Regions from separate parts of the Gasterosteus aculeatus genome. Here region 1 is linked to region 2. Evidence: chromatin contacts called from public Hi-C data. All regions are on one chromosome and are shown on one strand. Each heading gives the region's core, a stretch centred on a gene start, on an enhancer-like site or on the middle of the called end of the contact. The rest is flanking DNA. Distances are from core to core; before and after follow the strand shown. Region 1 has its middle 3.4 kb from the start of LOC120824485. Region 2 holds the start of sox2 (SRY-box transcription factor 2).

Region 1 (2,854 bases), core at 62-2,561, 97 kb after region 2:
AAAACCACGTTGTGCTGTGAATGTTATTATAGTGACACTCGGGGGAAGCCTGCGTCGAATATAGACGCGTTGTTCTGTATGTAATTAAGAAAACCCGATTGGTTTAATTGCACATTTAGTTCTCCCTTTCCACTGTTTTAAATGTTTTTTAAACATTCAGAACTTATCACCGGGATGGTTGAGATGGACCTTCACAGACGCACAACTGCTTTGATTGGAGCTCAGGAAGCAAAGCATTCTGGGATATATCAGGTGGCCTCTGGGTTTAGGATGAGTCATTGCAACATCCTATGGTTTGATCCCAGTTACAATTAAGGAATTTCTCATTCTCTCCTCAGCTCACAGCTGCTCCTGCCTGAATAAGAAGGCTTAAAATATCATTCCCAAAAACTAAAAAAACAACAATTTTGTTAAGGCGTCCAACTATCTATTTTACGTTTGTTTGTTTTTGCGTTTTGTTCACTGCCCTTTTGTTTGTCTCGTTTCCTCCATATTCCTGTCATAGATTTTCCTATGCATTGTTCACACATTGTGTATTGTGTCTCTGTTTTGTGTGCGGCCGTTGGCAACATTAAAACAATTTAGTAAAAAATAGAACCATAGAACTATGTGCAAGCCCCTCTGCCGGGTCCTGAGCAAGTGATGCTTTTGCCGTTAAAGATACTGTTGGTGTCCGATACACCTTTATTTAGCGTCCCAATGGAGATCTTTAACTAGAACCCATACAGGCCTTTCCTGCATAGCAGTGGAGGATGTAGAAGAGCAATCTTATTAAAATTAACATAAAATAATCAAACTCTGCACTGTGAATCTGGTCAAATCAATAAAGTAGGAGTCATTTGTTTACCTTAAGTGAAAACTAATAAGAATAGCATTATTAACTCCATTCACAAAGTCACAAAGGGCCTTAGATTCAAAATAAATGAAATACAGAGCGCAACGATTGAATTGAAACTAGACAAGCACGCACACACACACACACACACACACACACACACAGCCTTCAGACTTTGCCGTTTAGAGTTAAGCCCAACGATATCCTCCCATAAGAAACATCTCAGGTGGAAAACACAATAAAGAACTTGCTTCCAATTCATGCAGAAACTCAAGAGTGAAGAGTGTCTGAAAGAAAGAAACGGAGGGAAGGAAGAGAGAGGGAAAGAGAGAGAAGGAGGGCGAGAGATTTGGAGAGGGTTTTAATTGTTTTCCCATGATGCTTTGAGGAGAGCTCACGGCTCAAAGCGTCGGAGCAGAAAGCTGTTGGAGGGCCTATCGTCCTGGCAACCAAGCCTGACCCTTTAGCACACATGAAAACGCACACACACTCACGCACACACACGCTCACACTGTGGTTCATTTAGAGTCTGACATCAGGAGGGAGGAATGCAGGGAGCAGGAGGGTTGATTGGGATAAGGAGGTGCTATGCAGGGAGGGAGGGAGGGAGGGAGGGAAGAGGGGGGAGGAGGGGTTGATGAGGAGGTGTGGAAGGAGAAGAGGTGATGCACAAGGAGGCAAGGGCTCATGGGAGTCCCACAAAAGTTAGCAACCGGAAGGAAAACACACAGTGGTGGATAGGTTAGTAGGACGCGATGTTGTCATGTGACTACGCGGCAGTATTTGTACGCACTCGTTGCGGCGTTTACTTAAACTGCAGCGTGTTTACAGATGTGTGAGGTTCTTTTCTTGTGAGAAACGAACTGTGTTCAGAGTTCCGAATCAGAGCAGTGGGAAGTGAATTAAACTGTCATTTTGTCACTATAGATACCAAAGTGTAGTGTGGGAAGATGATGAATAACTCTGGTGAAGATCAGTCAGATTGACGGAGGTGGGATGCAGTTTTTTGACAATTCAACTTCAATCTCCGAGAGGTGATGATACCACAAAGACGCCAACTTACTTTTTGATTGGTAATAACTGTTATTAGTGACGCGGAAGTAGCAATTTGCCATGTTTCACATTATTGGTAAAATTTGTATTATCAATGCGACATTTTAGTCTGAGCCAACGCTAAAAGTATCAGTGATTGAAGTTTAAAGTACAGCAAATTTAGACATAATGTCAATAGAACTGGGGAAATACAGTAAAAGTATGTGGGCAACACTGATAAAAAAAACTGTATACTTTACATATAGTATATACTATACTAATTTAGAGCAGTTGTTTATGTTTGTTGTCCTTTTAGTTCCACGTTGGTACATAATATTTCACCTTCTTAAATCACTTGTTGAATTCTATTTCAATGCTAAATCAGTTAGTAGACATGTCGCACTTATCCAAACTTTGGATTTTGCTTCATTGTGTGCTGAAATTTAGGCTGGTAATACAAACAAAATACACAAACATTAGGCTCTATTATAAAGTTTTGCATTACTTTTTAACTGAATCTAAATCTGTGGATTCCCTTTTTTACATTAATCATACCATTTTACCATTATTTTAGTTTCCTGTTCATCACAGTCACAACTCAGCCACTGACAACTGCCTGCATGGGTTTTTAAGCAGCCACAACACGATATAGACGATGTTTGAGCGCCTCTATATCGTTAGTGAAAATAATATTCACACCTTGATGCTAAGATGAGCTAACCGCTCCGTCAGGCAGCCGCAGCATTGGATTCACTCTCTTCCTGTGAGAAAAGAAACTTGTGTTTGTTGAGATGGAGGGATGCAGGAAGGAGAGGAAGGAGAGTTCTTGGCTTCTTTGTTTGCAGGCCTTGATGTGTGACCAGCGGCTCTCCTTCCCTCCTTCCCTCCTCCTTTCCTCCCTTCCTACGCCATACTGCCCAGCTCCTCTTCCTCTTTTTCTCCGTTCCTTCTTTCACTCCATCCCTCCTGCTTTACTCAGCCTTCTGC
Region 2 (2,925 bases), core at 306-2,805:
TTGTCGGGCCTGCAGAGCCAGACATGGTCGGTAATTTTTTCTTTGATTGGGGTGGTTGTGTGTGGAATATATTTTTAAATACGTATATTTATTGTTTGCTGCATTTCACACACATATAAATATACATTTAACTGGACTAAAGTCATCTGCCATTCCATGAAAATAGATAAACCTGTCTGGGCTTTTGGGGTTGCCTGCAGTTCCTCTTTTGTCCAGTGGTCGGCGCTGGTGCCACGCAGCAGGACGCCCGGTCTTTAGATGGGGATTCAGGAAACGGAGCACAGCCAGTGGCACCAGAACTCCCAACCCTGCTAACTTTAGTTGTCCGACATTAAAACCCTACGAGGGAATTGTTTCTGATTTAAAGACGAGGAGTTGCTTCTTTTTTTTTTATCCCTCTGATAATATTCGCAGTCGCGTCGGTTTGATCCCGAATAGAGTGAGTCGACACCTTCTCGCTCACACTAATTGGCCGACACGCCTGTTCGGGCTCAGATGAATGAGCCGTGGCTTTTGTTCAAGCACACTTTATCTTAACATATTCCTCACCTTTACCCCCCCCCCCCCCCCTCCACCTACAAAACCCCGGCCACAACAGCAGCACTGTGGCGGTGGAAGTGGAGTGGAGTTGGGTCTTTGTCCGGACAGATGTAGCGACAACATCCCAAACAAAAACCGCTTATTTGTGCTGAGATGAGCCCCGTCTGCCTTCTGTGTGCTGGCATTCAACTTCACTAAACAAAAGGACGGGGGGGGGGGGGGGGGGGGGGGGGGCATCTTGGATTACCTTTCCTCTTTTCAACGCTAAAAATCCAGTCGTGGCAACCAGCCCCCTAACACACACACACACACACACACACACACACACACATTCACACTCTAACACCGCCATTCAATGCTTTGAGTTAACTAACAAAGTTTATTTAAGTCTTGTTATGTTATTGGGGCCTTAAGTGGGGGCATTAGTTACTTTTTGATTTTGAACAACAGACGGGTCACGGGCGGGACCTAATGTGAGAACAATGCTGTTCTACACAAGTTGACACTGACACCATTCATGTCAACATTCAAGGACTCTGTTGAACACTTTTTTATCTATTTTATTCTAATCTAATTTCATGTCACCGTTTTGATTTGTGACCTTTGGGGATTTAGGCGTTTTAGACTGCGCGTTTAAATAGAAAACATCTCGGAACACGTCAGAATTTTTTTAGCCTTTAAACATATATTTTGTGTTCATTATTAAAGTTTGTAATCGTAATTTGCTCGTTTGAGTGTGCAAAACGAAACTGCCATTCGACAATTGCCGACAAACGTTGAAACTCCCTGTATAAAATATAAGAAAACGTTTGTAAACCGCGTGCATACATTCTCATAGAAACATCCCCACGAGCCTGCGGATGGTATATTTGCACTTTACATTGGCTCATATGGACGGTCTGATATCGCAAGTATGCGTGTGTGCGTTGGGGCAGAGCAGACCCCGCCCATTTATGCTAATTCGTCTCTCCCATTGGCGTGTCAGAGGGAGCGGGCCGGCTCTGATTGGCCGCCTCGAAGCCATTTATTCGCTGACAGCCCCGTCACATGAATGGTTGTCTATTAACTTGTTCAAAAACTATCTGGAGTTGTCAAGGCTCAGGCGGACGGAGGGCGAAAAGTACAGTGTGTTGATTCTTTTTCGGAGGAGCGGCTGGAGAAGTTCTGTGGACACAACCTAGCGAGGGACCTTTCGGGAGGAGGCTCTTCGTCACCCGCGCGCTCTGAAAAGCACTCACCGAGCGGAAGAGACAGACACAGACAGAGAGAGAGAGAGAGAGAGACAGAGGGTGAGACAGAGGAGACGCGGCTCGGGTGCTTGTTTTTTTTTTGTTGTCCAGAGAAAAAGTTGCAGAGAAAAAATCGAAAGGTAACTTTTTTTTTTTAGCAGCAGCCCGTTCACCCCTCACTGTCCCGCCTCTGGCTTGTGGAGTTTGTCTCTCTCTGTGTGTGTGTGTGTGTACGTGCGCGCGTGAGCGGGGTGGTTGCTATTGTTGTTGTTGTTTTCCTTTTTATTTTTCCCCCCCCTCTGCGCGGGAGCCCCAACTGAAAGCTGTTCCCGATGTATAACATGATGGAGACTGAACTGAAGCCGCCGGCTCCCCAGACCAACACGGGGGGCCCGGGCAACACCAACACGTCCGGCACCGGCCCCAACCAGAAAAACAGCCCGGAGCGGGTCAAGAGACCCATGAACGCCTTCATGGTGTGGTCCCGGGGCCAGAGGAGGAAGATGGCGCAAGAAAACCCCAAAATGCACAACTCGGAGATAAGCAAGAGGCTGGGCGCGGAGTGGAAACTTCTGTCGGAGAGCGAGAAGAGACCTTTCATCGACGAAGCCAAGAGGCTGCGGGCCCTGCACATGAAGGAGCACCCGGATTACAAATACCGGCCCCGGCGGAAAACCAAGACGCTGATGAAGAAGGACAAGTACACCCTGCCCGGCGGGCTGCTGTCCGCGGGAGGCAACGGGATGGGAGCCGGCGTCGGCGTCGGGGTCGGGGCCGGGCTGGGCGGCGGGGTGAACCAGCGGATGGACAGCTACGCCGCGCACATGAACGGCTGGACCAACGGCGGGTACGGCATGATGCAGGACCAGCTGAGCTACCAGCACCCCGGGCTGAACGCGCACAACCCGGGCCAGATGCAGTCCATGCACCGCTACGACATGAGCGCCCTGCAGTACAACACCATGGCCAGCTCCCAGAGCTACATGAACGGCTCCCCGACATACTCCATGTCCTACTCCCAGCAGGGCACGCCGGGGATGACCGCCCTGGGCTCCATGGGGCCCTCCTCGGTGGTGAAGTCCGAGTCCAGCAGCTCCAGCCCGCCCGTCGTCACCTCGTCGTCCCACCGGGCCGGCCCGGGCTGCCAAAGCGGGGA

What was found. Hi-C and Micro-C count contacts between places; a contact is called where the count stands out from the background.
Region 1: a contact with region 2 is called in a Hi-C map of whole body, with 5 times the contacts expected there. The contact joins the enhancer-like site here to the promoter of sox2 in region 2. A contact is called at or near these places in 5 of 6 Hi-C or Micro-C datasets (liver, skeletal muscle, tail fin and 1 more).

What each region holds. Positions count from the first base shown.
Region 1 is chr8:9,129,795-9,132,648 of fGasAcu3.hap1.1, forward strand. No RefSeq gene overlaps it. Among protein-coding and RNA genes, the nearest start is that of LOC120824485, 3.4 kb to the right of the region's middle. Within about 2 kb of position 1,312, at least 2 of the 9 cell types and tissues checked have open chromatin away from gene starts, as enhancers often do.
Region 2 is chr8:9,032,800-9,035,724 of fGasAcu3.hap1.1, forward strand. sox2 (SRY-box transcription factor 2) reads left to right here and starts at 1,556. Exons shown (of 2, transcript XM_040184071.2): 1 at 1,556-2,925. The coding sequence starts at 2,102. The region is part of intron 3 of LOC144411368 (a long non-coding RNA gene); the gene reads left to right.